Regions from separate parts of the Anas platyrhynchos genome. Here region 1 is linked to region 2. A link is a contact called in public Hi-C data. All regions are on one chromosome and are shown on one strand. Each heading gives the region's core, a stretch centred on a gene start, on an enhancer-like site or on the middle of the called end of the contact. The rest is flanking DNA. Distances are from core to core; before and after follow the strand shown.

Region 1 (7,136 bases), core at 21-2,520, 170 kb after region 2:
GCCACCGCCTTGGGACAGCTCGCAGGGTCCGTGCTTTCGCAGGAGGTTTGCCTGCAGCAAGGCAGCTGCTAGGAGTTACCTGTGGGTGTCCACAGCAGCTTTCACCATTTTTTTTTTTTCTGTTGATGGTTGATTGGTATTTTTTTTTATTTTTTTAATTTTTTTTTGCAGAGAACAGACTGACCTAGTGGGATGGATCTTTTCATTTTGTGTGTGACTTTTTTTTCCTTTCCTAGTTTTTAAGTTACCCGACTTGAATTTATCTGAACAGATGCAGAAGGAACTTTTTTTTTTTTTTTTTGTGAGTTAAGAGACAAAAAAACGCATTTTTAAACAAAGGAATTGTGTATTAACATTTTAACAGCAATTCATAAATCTGCACTTTTTATGAGGTTTTGAAAAATCTATTTATAGGTACGGAACAATGGGGTTTGTTTAAAACTGTATCGCATTTATACTTGCTGAAATTACTTTCATTGTTATCAGTAGGAATTTCATTGGTTAAATAAAACTGATAAAACATGGCTTGTGTTGGGTCCATTATTTACCACGTGCAACTGTGTTTTGGGAAGAGCTCTGGTCCTGAAGCGTCCTTCTCATCTGTGCACTTGTGCTGGTCTTTAGTCCAGGTCTGTATTGCAAGCACAGGTCCTGAAAAATCTTTGGCATTTGCTGAAGATGATGTCCTTTTAATATGTTGTTGTCAGTGATCAAGGCTGGGGCAATTGACAGTATTGTGGGTGCTGAGGGTGACAGCAATGCAGAGCTCACGCTGCAGCCGAATTACAGCACTATTTCACCCTCCCACCAGCCAAGTCCTGCCACGAACATGGGTACAGGCAGCTGAAGGGCCACCAAGGGGTTTTCCTGGGTGAGATGCTGATCGCCCTTTCAGAAAGACAAAACTGCTTAATGCAAGCTGTGGAGCTTTTTGTGTATCTCTGGTTTATCGCTGTGGGGTCTCCCTGCAGGTGTTCGAAACCTCCTGGACACGGTGCTGGGCATGGATCCACAGAGGGAGCCTCCTGTACTCCAGTTTGTGCCCATAGCCTCCTGTCCTGGCACTGGGCACCACTGACAAGAGCCCGGCCCCATCCCCTGTGCTCCCTCCCTTCAGGTGTTCACAGACACTGCTGAGATCCCCCTGAGCCTCCTCTTCTCCATCCTGAGCAGCCCCAGCTCTCTCAGCCTCTCCTCGCAGCAGAGGTGCTCCAGGCCCTTTGTCACCTCGGTGGCCCTCTGCTGGGCGCTCACCAGTACGTCCAGGCCTCCCTTGTACTGGGAATGCCAGAACCAACACGGGACTCGAGGTGAGGCCTCACTGGTGCCGAGCAGAGGGGAAGCATCACCTCGCCTGCCCTGCTGGCAGTTTGCAGCCAGGTCACATCCGTAAGATTGGATGGGCTCAATTTCAGCTTTTACTGGGGTTTCCTAGGCCTCCTCCCAGCACAGCCTTGGGTTCTTCGCTCCGAGGCACTGGGAGGAACTGGTGACCAGCCCCGGCCCCTTTGTAGGGCAGCTAATGGGCTGAGGTGCAGCCACCAGCCCGTGACTTGACTTCAAAATGCAACCCAAAGCAGCCCAACTGGAAGGCCAGGTGTGAGCACGCTCGTTTATTTATTCCCCCCAACAACTTTTAATTTGATCGTGGCTGAGCAACCTGGTGAGGTGCTTGGAGAGCAGAGCGGGGGCCTTACAGACGCAAGGCAGGATTGGGGGTGTTATAAATGGCCTCATCCATCACCATAACTAGCTCGTGTAAATACGCCTGGTTTTGTGCTTTTCAATGTATAAAATAAGAAAATCACAGGATATATGTATTTCCTGCATAGCTAAAAGCTGCATGTGTGTGCTTTTTGTGCTCTGGCTTTCATCAGGCCTCCCGAGCAAAGCTTGGACATCCCTGACCTGCAGGAAGCTGCTGCTCCAAAAGGGAAAAAGCCCTCCGTCCCTTCCCGGCTGGGGTGGCGAGTAGAAAATTAAAATAAAATAAAGTAAAGTAAAATAAAATAAAATAAAATATAAAATAAAATAATATAAAATATAAAATAAAATAAAATAAAATAAAATAAAATAAAATAAAATAAAATAAAATAAAATAAAATAAAATAAAATAAAAAATATAAAATAAAAATAATTTTAGCTGAAACTGAAGTGTTTTAGTAGTCATCGGGTTTTGATTTGACCATTTGTTCCCCAGTTTCTGTCGCAAGGAGTGACCCCGTAGAAAAGGGCCAGCTCCAGCCCTGGCCACCTGTGCCACGCTGTCCTCAGGGCCTGGTGCCTCTCATGACGCACCAAAACCTCCAGCAGAAGAGCTGGGCTGGGGACTTTACACTGTCTGAGCGCAGACGTGTAATTTGCCTTGCTACATGACCTGACTAATCTCTCGTGGCTCCTCGGCGACCTGGGAGCCTCCAGCAGAGGGTGAGCTCTGCGCTGAATCACCTGGGGGAGCCCGATCCTCCTGCACCCCGCACGTCATGGGAAATGTGGTTGGGCTGCATCGCTCACCTCACAGAAGATTAAACTGCTCACACCTGCAATACAGAACCACAGAACTGAAGGGGTCGGAAGGGGCCTCCAGAGCTCATCGGGTCCACCCCCCCTGCCAACGCAGGTTCCTCAGAGCAGGCTGCCCAGGGAGGCGTCCAGACAGGCCTTGAATCTCTCCACAGAAGGAGACCCCACAGCCTCCCTGGGCAGCCTGTCCCGGTGCTCCGTCACCCTCACTGTGAAGAAATTCTTTGCATGTTGGTGCAGAACTGCCTGGGCTCCATCTTGTGGCCACTGCCCCTTGTCCTGTCCCCAGAAACCGCTGAAAAGAGGTTGGCCAAACCCCTCTGTCCCCCACACCTCAGGTATTTATACACGTTGATGAGATCCCCTCTCAGCCTTATCTTCTCCAGGCTGACCAGCCCCAGGTCTCTCAGCCTCTCCTCACAGGGAAGCTGCTCCAGGCCCCGTATCATCTTTGTGGCCCTCTGCTGGACTCTTTCCCTGTCTTTTTTGTACCGGGGAGCCCAGAACTGGACACAGCACTCCAGGGAAGGCCTGACCAGGGCAGAGTAGAGGGGGAGGATCAATACAGCACAGTGATGTTGAAAAAATCCATTGAAAACATTTTTATTAGATTTAAACTAAACCCCGTTGTTTTATGTATATATACTGAAAAAGAAAAACAAAGCAAGAAAGGCGTAATTTTTGCAGAAAGGGGCTTTTCTGTAAGAACAGAAGAAGCTCAGGCAGAGAAATCCCTACCAGCTCTAATTAATAGACCTGGGTGCAAATTACCACTGCCATGGAGGAGCAGAACCCCACTGCCATGCCCCGGGGTGCCAAGCTCAGTGCCCAGCGTCTGCAGCTGCCCACAGCTGATGGGGAAAGAGAAAAACTTCGAATACTGAGGGAAATAAAGGACAGCCACCAGGTTCTCAGACACATCCCGACTCACACAAGCCAGGCCAACGTGACCTTCCCTCCTGTACCCTGTGGGGTCTGCAGCAAGGGGCACCTCAAAGGTCTCCATGGTTCGGCCAAGTCCCCTCAGCCACCAGCCCCAAACTGAGCTTCACAGCCCGCAGCAAATGGTCACAATTTCAGTACTTTTGGAAGGAAAACATTCTTTTTTTCACACTTAAAAGTGGAAGAAAATGAGACAGAAGGTAAGGCGGGCACCGCTCTGGGATGGAAACAGCCCTGTTCACGTGCCGGGCTTGCCTTTAGGCAGGAGAAAGTGCTGAACATCCACGTCTACACCTCAAATCCACACCGTGCACTGCTCTTGGATGTTTCTGGTCCTTCTTCCAAGCTGGACCTGAAACGCCTTTTCCACTAGAAAAGACAAATTGCTGTGAAAATTAAAAAAAAAAATAATCCTGTTTGATAAATCATCCCTCTCTGACAATCTATTTCCCTGGAGATCTTCCAGCCGGCTGCAATGCTAACACCACTGGGGAACCCGCAGGCCTTTCTGCTTGGCTGGAAAACGCCGCTTCTGCTGAAATCAACGGCAGATGTCACCCGGTGCGAGGCACGTTCCCGAATCGAAGCGGGTTCAAGGCTGTGCGGAGGGGAGAAATGAGGACGTGCCCCCGCAGGGTATCGCGGTCACGCACACCGCAGGCACACCTTGAGTTTTGTGCTGCCAGGAAATCCTTCCTGGCTAAGCAAGTTGCTCGTGTAGGTATTTCCTGATACCTTCCTCATCTGCTGGCGCTGCCTAAGCTGGAGGGAGGACTCGGGAACGAGCAGGGCTCGGCTCCCTGCTCAGATGCAGCAGCCCCTGTCTGCAGAGAGGAGCAGCTCCAAAACGTAAAATGGCACCAAAAAGGGATTGGGAGGACCTGAGCCCGGGGCTGGGGGCTGTGAGTGGTGCTGCCGGGGCTGCTGTGCTTGTAGGGCACGGCTGGTTTCTCTGGGCCCAACCCCAGAGGGAAGATAACTGCGATAAGGGATGCCTCGATGTGCGCAGAAGCTCCTGTGCTGAAGGGCTGGGTGGGCTGGTTGAGGGGAGATCAGTACATATCACCTTCCCCATCCTGTGGGTGACTCCCAGCCCGTAATCATCCCATAAAGATAAGGAGGGGCAGCCCTTCCCCTGCTGGGTCACCCGTGGCTGAGGGCTCCCCTCCCATGTGCTGAGAGGTGCCCGCACCTTACTCACCCCTGGTGGTTTGTAGTTGGTGGAGGAGAGCAGCTGCTCCTAGGGGTAACAGGTCTTCTTCTAAACATCTGCTTGTATCCAGCAGCATCCCACAAGAGTGAATTTCTCCCTGCCAGCCGCAAAGCAGCCAAGGTGACCTGCCCGGGTGCAGCCACTGAGGACCGGTCTCCCCCTTTTCCTCTTCTGCCTCAAGCCCCAGCCAACGTGGGCTCAGGGAGCCGCTCTCCACGCAGATCCTGCCCCCGTTCCTGCACACAGAAACCTCCTTCCCTGCTCCCGTCCTGCCCCACCTCACCCAGGCTGTCTGAGCACACACCTCCTTTGGCACATAGGGAGCGAAACGTGTCTGCTGCAACCCCCAGCTCCTACCTGCGTACTCTAATAAATGCGCTTTTGAAAATGCAAAGGTGTTTTCAAAGCAGAAAAGGGCCATTAATATCAGGTGTCAGGCCTTAACAAAGAGCGACTATGCTGCTCTTACTTCCCTGATTAGCCGGAGCTCGCTGGGCTGCATTATCTTGTTTGCAGCTGGGACAGAAACGTGATACCAGCCCTCCTTTGGAAAAGTAACTTTTATTTTGTTAAAGCCATACATTTCCTAGGACAGAGTAAAGCTCACAAGCCATAAATCATGCCCAGATAAGAATGATCTGAAGCCATGGTCTGCAGCAGGATGTTGCTTGTTCTGTAACAATTACTGGGTGTTTCAGGCAGATTTCCCATGGCCTGCTCAGACATGCAGCAGAGAAGAAAAACGACCTGTGCTGGTTAGGGTTCGTCACGGCTGCAATCCGAGCGTGTTCAGACCCTTTTAACAGCCCCACGTCTGCCCAGCTTGGGTTGTGTTTGCCTGCTAGATGCAGAGGTAGGTCTGGATGCAAGGCAGGCGGCTGCCTCTCTGCTGGGAGCAGCGACCGTGCCCCTTGGATCCAAATCCCTCTGCTGACAGCTTGAGGACGAAGGAGGGGTTTGCCAAATGTTGCTGACTTCACCTGATCAGGCCCTGATGAGCACAAAAAGTTGCCTTTCCCCATGAAGAAAGCCAGCTGGGAGGCCACCCTTCCCCCCCCACGAAGCACCTCTCACACGGGGTGCTTGGTGGGGGCAATGACGAGTTGTCCCCTGTCCCCAGCCACCTTAGGGGGGAGAAATCCTTCACTCAGAGGGTGGCACAGAGAAGCTGTGGGTGCCCCATCCCTGGAGGTGTTCAGGGCCAGGCTGGATGGGGCTTTGGGCAACAAGCAGCAAAACTCCCCCCGTGCTCCCTGCTCATCTCCTGTCCCCTGCTCCCCAGGTGCCTTTTGGTAAGGACACCACCGAGCCAGACCAGTAAGAAAGGCACAGCCACTTTCCTTCTGTCCTGCAGAAAAGCATGGGAGGGTCACTTTCTGCAGTGAGCTGGGCTTTCCCAACTCGCCTGAGGAGGATGGCCACATTTCCAATTCCCCGCCTGGGCACAATCCTGCAGCACAGAGGTGTTGGGTGTTGGAGGAACAGGGGCAGGACAGGCTGGTCACTGGCAGATGGGGGTGTCTCAAAGCCCAAATCATGACCCACGAGGTTCTACCAGGCTTTGGAGCCCACCAGCCAGGGCGAGGAATTGGGGCTGAGGTCCTCAGTGCTCCCCAGGGAGCGAGGAACAGCCCAGGGAAAGTGAGCTTGGCATGGCGAAGGGGAAATGCTTTCCCCCTGCAGGAAAGAACTAGAAGCTGGTGCTTCCTCACAGCCAGATCCGCTTGGTTTCAGCTGCCTTGAAGGAGCTACGAGGCACACCCAGCCAAATTCCTCCTTGGGCTCCACCAGCAGGTCCCAGAGAAGCGAGCAGTGCGGCCAGCAGCAGGACCCGGCCCCATTCCCTCCCCGCTGCCCAGCCCCTAAGCCTTGCACCTTGCCCTCCTTTTCCCTTCTCCAGCTTTCAGAAACTGAATCCCTCCCCAGAGGAGCACCTCCACCCCATGGGATGTGCTGCTGCAGGGTGCAGAGGTCCCGGTGCCCTCTCAGTGGGAAGGAAACAGCTTAGAGAGCATCCCCAGAGCTTGGTATCTGCAGATCACAGAAAGTTTGTGACCCGCACCGACAGGATCCCAGTGCTTTAAAATAGACAGAGTTTGAGTCGCAGCGGTGGTGTCCCCTGACAAAGTTACCTCGGCCCTCCCTGTTACTCCCCCCGCTTGGTTCATTATTATTAACGTCGCTACAATAAATACCAGAACGAAACGGACTGCGTTTGGCCACCTATCCTAGAGCTCCTCATCCACTTCACGTCTTTGCAGCCTTGGTTTCTCTCCCTGTCAGTCACCGGAGGAGACTTTAGGGACAAACCGCTTGGCTATGTGGCTGGCCACGTAATAAAAGCCGTGCAGGAGGGTGGCAGTGGCATCAACGGCCAGCGAGAAGGTGCCACCGATCCCAGAGGCCAGGTCCTTGAGGACAGAGGGGATGGCACAGATGGAGTGGTAGGGGAAAGCAG
Region 2 (6,642 bases), core at 2,641-5,140:
TTGGGTTTTAATATACAAATGTATGACTTTCGTTAATTCAGAGTAGTATTTTGATACTATTTTTTTCCACGTGAATGGCAACCCGCGTTTGGTGAAATTGGTTTTAAAACATGAAACTGCATAGCAAATTGAAATATTTAAATTAGAATAACTTCTTGATACCTGTTCAAGCTGCAGTAAGGACACTTTAAAGGAACAAACTGAAATTCTGTGTAAGAAGTAATTGATTTTATAATCCCAGACAAAAACAAAAACTTTTAGGGGCTTCACAGTATTTGGTTCTAATTAAATACCTGCTCTTTTTGTTCCGTAACCTCATTTTTAAACTTGAATTTTTTAAAGTTCTAAACTAGCCAGCTGAATTCCGATCTTGAAAATGGTGTCCTGGAGCTGTAGGTTATTGACCTAATAAACTGATGTTCTTTAAACGTGGATCTGCAAGGAGGTTGTTGTAACGTATTGTGCTTTTTAGCCTGTTTCCAGATGTTGATTAGCGTTGACCAGTAATGGCCATTTTGGCTCAAGTTATTTATGTATTTTAAGCCTGTGAATATTGCGGCCCCCTTTTAGCTAGGATGTCTAAATACGCGTTCTGCAGTGAGGCTCTTCAGCTGTCCACTTGTATAGACTATTGAAATACTGTACTGGCACACATCTGACTGTTGACATTTTGTACCTTTTCTAAATCCGATGTTTCACAATAAAATCTTGTCAAAACATTAATCTCTCCTTCTAAAATCATTCATAAATTCGTATTTCATGTTAGTCCTTCACGGTATGTCAATAATTAAGACTGTGGCACAAAAAAAAGACAGAATTTAACATTTGCATTTGATACTTAGGGAAGATTATGCACCTTGAGCTGTTTACAAATTATTACAAATTAGAATTTCAAATTAATTTCTTAAGAAAAATTCTGTTTTTCTACAGCGGGTTCATAATATGTAGAAACCTGTTGTTGAGAAGAAAGAAAAAAATTCAGTGTAGGAAAAAAAAAAGCTTTAACAGACATCCAGTGAAATTGTGATTCCAGTGAAATAGTGATTTAATAGTCTTTATCAAGCTTTTTATGCGCTTCAAATGAGGAGGGAAGATAAGCATCAGCACTTGTATTTAGAAGTACCTGAACTGTTGGTCAGTTACCTACAAGATTGTTCTTCCTACATATGTTGTGTATAGGGAGGTGATTGAGACTGGAAGTGAAGCTTACAATTTCTGTGTCCATTTTCTTTGTTTAGGGAGAAGTTGGCCGCCCATACACTGTACTCTAAGTCACAGTGGTCCTGGTGTTTAAAGCTTTTGTGCTGTAGTTCATAGTTTTTTTTTGTATTTTTCTCAGACATCAGTTCCTCTTCCCAAAATCTAGCAGAATGCTTCCCATTTAAGAATTAAAAGTTCAGAACAGGGGAAAAAAAAGTCAAAACAAGAAATAAGAATCTGTAGCTTTCTGGTCAACACAGTTACCTACAAGGGGGGAATATTTGGGTTTCAGAGCCCTGCTCTTACAGCAGTGTGGATTTTATATTAGATATAATAATGAATAATATGCTGTTATAATATTGAATTGTTCTTAGCCAGATCTTAATGCAAATTTGCAGTGGATTTGGTGAAGCCATTTATTTTTAAAGCTGACAACCAAGCAAAGCCATGTGTGGTATCTAGTTTAGATGTAGTTTCCATGTAACCCATGCTAAACTTGTGTAACTGGCTATTCAACAGACTGCCTCCCTAGAAGAGATTTGCATCATTAGAAGCAAATTTCTTTAAGAAGTTTTATTTAAAATTGATGTCACCTGTGTGTAAGCACTTAAACTATTCTTGATGGTCTTCAGTAGTGTTAGAAGCTCTAAATCCACGCTGATCTATTTGAAAGCACTTAAGTTTATGGTTTCAAGCTGTAATCTTAAACTTTTTGAAATGGAGTAAAAGCTGTTCATGCAATGTTTTGTTGCTTCAAATGAGTTGCTAATCTTCTTTCAGTTGAAAATATTGCAATAGAAAATAAGTTTTCTCATGTTATGTGCGATTCCTGTTGCTTTCCACATGGAAGAGGTACTGATAAATAAAATGATGTGTGCTGAATCACACAGAAGTAGTAGGGGGAACCAGGCCAAGGGGATTGTTGGGGTAGAAGACAGATGTTTGACATGTTCCTGAGGAATGGAGCAGGGTGATAAAAGCTAACAGAAAGAAATCTCTGAGGTGTGTTACTCATTCAGGTGATGTGCTGAATCACAAGGAAGTTTTCTTCAAGCCACAGGTATCTAAGTATACAGAAATGGCAATCCTTTAAGGTAAAATGCAGCATTGTCTACGGGAGGGTTTTTGGTTTGTTTTTCTTTTCACAATAGTAGAGAACAAATTCAAGAAGCAAGCAGAGTAAAGAGCTTGAAAATATGAAGATGTGCAATGTAAAATACATCTTATAAGAAGTAAGTCATACTGTTTAGGCCTAGATAAAAAAAAAGTAAAACTGTAACAGAGCATTGTACACGTTTACCACAGCTGGGTCATGGTAGAAGATTCAACATACAACTTGAACCCATTTTGTCCGTCTGATCTTACACATTAGACAGAAATCATCCTTGGATGTAAACAGCAAATGAATCATTGATGTTTTCTCTTGCTTTAACCCAAACAGAAAGCACGTCTGGATTTGCAGGTTTCCCTGTGAAAACTTTCATTTCAGTGTGCTGGCACTGCTCTAACTGACCTTCTTACTCTGGGAATTCCTTGTCTCTATTTCTCCTTCTGCTGGGTAAAGGGAATTCTGCATTTTGACTGAATGGAGTTTAAGTACCAAGGATGCTGATGTGCTGAACAAGCCAGGTGAAAGTAGGGATTTGTGGTTTTGTTTGTTTGTTTGTTTGGAGTGTAGATTTTCCTTCTGTTAAGGTTTTCTTACTTTTAGAGTGCCTATCAAGTTCCTAAATTTGCAATTGGAAAAGAAGCCTTCCAACCTCTGAAGAATACTAATGGCTGAAGATAAACCTGCATCATCTTCGGGTGCTAAAGGTTGGTTTTAGAGGCATAAGCAGAAGACTGCTTTTATAGTGACACATTTTTGATTACAGAAGGCTTGTGGAAAAAGAAAAGTCAATTGGACCAACAAAGAGGTCAGAGCTGCCAAGGTGATTGTACTTTGGGTTGGGTCACAGGAATTTGACGCATTCCTGCTGTGGCTTTTACAGGTATTACAGTTTGCAGCCTGAGCTGATTTTTTAGCTCCAGATGTAACCCCTCTTTCAGTAGTAACTCATAGCACATTATCTGGAACTGGATGCTGAAGTCCTGGAAATGTTTTCCCTTATTTGAATCAACAGATACATGTTTTGCCTTATTTCAACAAAAGATAAGTACATTCACAGCTTGTCCTTCATCACGTATATCCAGTCAAGTCCTTTCCCTTTTAGGGAAGTTTTGGGAGCAAGTTGTATTTACAAATGTTTCTTAAGAAACTTTTTAAACTTTCTTAGACAATTCTTTGCATACTGCTGCAGATTTTGCAGAATTGTATGTGTTAATTTCCCCTCATGTTTGTATGCTCAAAATTCCACTGCATAAATGATAAAATTATTTCCTGGAATGTGTTTGTTCAGTCATGGTCTGCTGTTGAAAATAGTATATGCCTACATTGATTAAAATTCAACTTATGAAAATTTACTATCAACTAAAAACAAAAAATGTTTACTGCCAGAAAAATGTCTTTTTTCAGGTAGAGATTATTCTGCTTGTTGGATGTGAAGGTAAAAGTGAGGCATTTTCTTTCACCGCTGAAAGTCTGATGTGTTAATCTAGCTGAGTGCACTGAAGCAGCACTAATAGCTCTCCTACAACCTGGACAGTGCCATAGTTGCACAACACATTACCAAATGCAGCTGGGAACGGTAATTTCAGTAATTCCTTTGGGATCTGCAAGAAGTTGCTTGCCAGTGACTTGTCTGACTCAGGCTGTGCATCATTCATCAAAGTTATCTTGGTGCAAGATGCCTTTATATCATACAACAATAACATCCACCAAAGGTTGTGAGTACTCGTTCTTAGTCTTCCTGGAATAGCATGAAGTCATCTTGCTTCAGAAATAGAATAAAATAAATTGCCTTGCAAGATTCGGCTGAAATTTAATTTGAGTGCTCCTGGGTTAAAGATCATTCAATCTTTCTTCCTCTAATAACTCTGCTCCAGTTTCTTAGGGTGTGATGAATAGTCCTTTTCCTCGTGTTTTACATTAAAAGTAATTATATCCAAGGATTTTAATTTTAAAACAAACCCAACTTCAGATCTTGTTTATCAAAAGTCTGACGGAATGAAACACCTTTCTTCCTACATTCTAAGTTTACTAACTGAAGCTAGAGCTAAATAGGAATGACTGCCTACATCAGATTAACCACTAGATGCTGCTTAAACCACACAGTTTCTCAGCAGAGTTCAGCTGTAAATGCTTTTAGCACACAATCTGGCACTCGCAACGGGTAGCTCTTCCAGTTCAAACAGAATGCTAAAGCTAAAATGGGAATATCCTAACTACTGAAGTGGTTGTACTTTGGAATATATGTTAGAAAATATGAAATATATTTTGGAAAAATAATCAGTGATATTCAGTATATTTAACATAGTTTTATATATATATATGATACTATATAGTGATTTCTCAGATTGATTTACCTTAAGAAAGAAGCACCCGTGTTTTGTACATCAGGAAGAATATGTTGAAGTCTTACTCAGTCAATATAGATGAGTGATAAATCCATAGCGTTAGTCAGCGGATCTAGCATCTGAACCACGGATTAATAATGTAAATGATTTACTCATACCGCAGTAAGCAATACAAAGGTGAAAAGAATAGACTTTTTACTTGGAAAAATAGGGTTTAAAGCACACTATTTTCCTCTTTATTGGAGTCTGACACACACTCCTGATATGCATTTTCCCCTGTTTGAATCAGTAGGTATACATATTTAAAATCTTGTAGCTTTCTAGTGAGAGATGTCTGCTCATCTGCTCATTGTTTAAAGGCAAGATGTCTTGGGTTCACAAAGACCTAACTCTAGTACAAGAAAACATGTTTTAATTTGTACGTTTTATTGGCATTCTTTGCATTGTAATTATATCTTCTACAAGCAGTAACAGCACATCTTAAGGAGGAAGATCAAGGGATATGTGTCTGCAGATGACACAGAACTTGGAAGAGTGGCTGATGTGTCACAGGGTCGTGCTGCCATCCAGAGGGGCCTCGAGAGGTGGGCTGACAAGAATCGCATGAGGTTCAGCAAGGAGAGGTGCAGATCCTGCCCCTGGGGAGGAACAACCCCAGGCACTGGGACATGCTGGGGGCTATCCAGCTGGAAAGCAGCTCTGCAGAAATGGACCTGGGGGTCCTGGTGGACATCAAGTTGAATGTGAGCCAACAGTAGCTGAGCCCTGGCACAGGCTGCCCAGAGAGGTTGTGGAGTCTCCTCCTTGGAGATCTTCAAAAGCCACCTGGACGTGGTGCTGGGCAGCCTGCTCTGGGAGTCCCTGCTTGGGCAGGGCTTGGACCAGATGGACCCAGAGGTCCCTTCCAACCCCAACCATTCTGTGATTCTGTGATCTTGAAACTTAAGTGAGTAAACATATTTTTCTTCACTTGAACTATTAAAATACATGACTCTGTTATGAGAAAAAAAAAAAAAAGGCTAAGCAATCTTTTGATGTTTTCAGCTTTTTATTCACTGGGTTCAATTTAATAGAACTAAATAATAAAATAAAAATTCACCTGTTAAGCAGCGTTGCATAGTGAAATACTTTAACTGAAAGTAGATGATTGTTATGTAATCACCAAGATAGTTTGCTGAGCTTGGAAAATAAATTGTTTTGCTTGAAGAAGCATTTCTATAAGCTATTTTTGGAAACAAATGTTAAGTAAACAGAGCAGGGAGCTGTAACTTCCCATCTATTTGTTTCCCGTTAATCTGTTGCCAGCATGATATCATTCTTTTACAGCATGGCATAATTTTTTTTATGATTTGAATAAGTCTGTTTGAAAATAGGGAAGTATGGTTATCTCGCTATCCAAAACCTTAAAGTCCTTTTCCATTATTTTTTATGGTTAGTAACAGCATTCTAAATAAGTTTGAGGTGAAGGTTGTATGATGTTAAGACTACATATAGTTTTTGTGGTGTTTTCCCTTTATCCTAAGTCATATATCTTTTAATAAATATGTATGTTTTAAGTGGTGTCTTATGTGAAATGTCAGTATGTAACATGACAGTGTATGCTCTTTGAACACCTTGGTTTTGACAACAGAGCATTTAGTACATATACCCTGTCTTTTTTTTTTTTTGAAGTCCTAAGTACTGTATTTTTAGAGAAATTTGTTTTTTGTTGCTTTCTAATCAGGCCTCGTGTTAATTTAAACTTTGCTTATACATCAAAATCACAGATCATGCAATAAGAAAAGCATTATTTTGGAACTGATTGATTTTATTATGCATTTTTAGTCTATGCATTTACTGTAATCTATATGTCTAGCCTATACATTCTATACATAGAAGAGCTAACTCGAAGTACAGAGTAGTTCCTCACTTCTTTCTTTGTGGCAGGAGCCCGGAGTCCTGCAGTTCAATGACGAATGTAATTTCCCTTTAGTTTGTTGTTTTGAT

The links. A called contact is a pair of places that touch in the nucleus more often than the background predicts.
Region 1: a Hi-C map of subcutaneous adipose tissue shows a contact between it and region 2, with 4 times the contacts expected there. The contact joins two enhancer-like sites. A contact is called at or near these places in 3 of 8 Hi-C or Micro-C datasets (F1 follicle, skeletal muscle and subcutaneous adipose tissue).

The regions. Positions count from the first base shown.
Region 1 is chr1:195,825,456-195,832,591 of IASCAAS_PekinDuck_T2T, forward strand. It overlaps SESN3 (sestrin 3), which reads left to right. Exons shown (of 9, transcript XM_072032770.1): 9 at 1-524. ENDOD1 (endonuclease domain containing 1) reads right to left here. Exons shown (of 2, transcript XM_005012846.6): 2 at 5,221-7,136. The coding sequence ends at 6,958. Among named protein-coding and RNA genes, the nearest start is that of ENDOD1, 11 kb to the right of the region's middle. Within about 2 kb of position 1,271, at least 1 of the 8 cell types and tissues checked has an H3K27ac peak or open chromatin away from gene starts, as enhancers often do.
Region 2 is chr1:195,653,776-195,660,417 of IASCAAS_PekinDuck_T2T, forward strand. FAM76B (family with sequence similarity 76 member B) reads left to right here. Exons shown (of 10, transcript XM_027467682.3): 10 at 1-723. Among named protein-coding and RNA genes, the nearest start is that of FAM76B, 15 kb to the left of the region's middle. Within about 2 kb of position 3,891, at least 2 of the 8 cell types and tissues checked have an H3K27ac peak or open chromatin away from gene starts, as enhancers often do.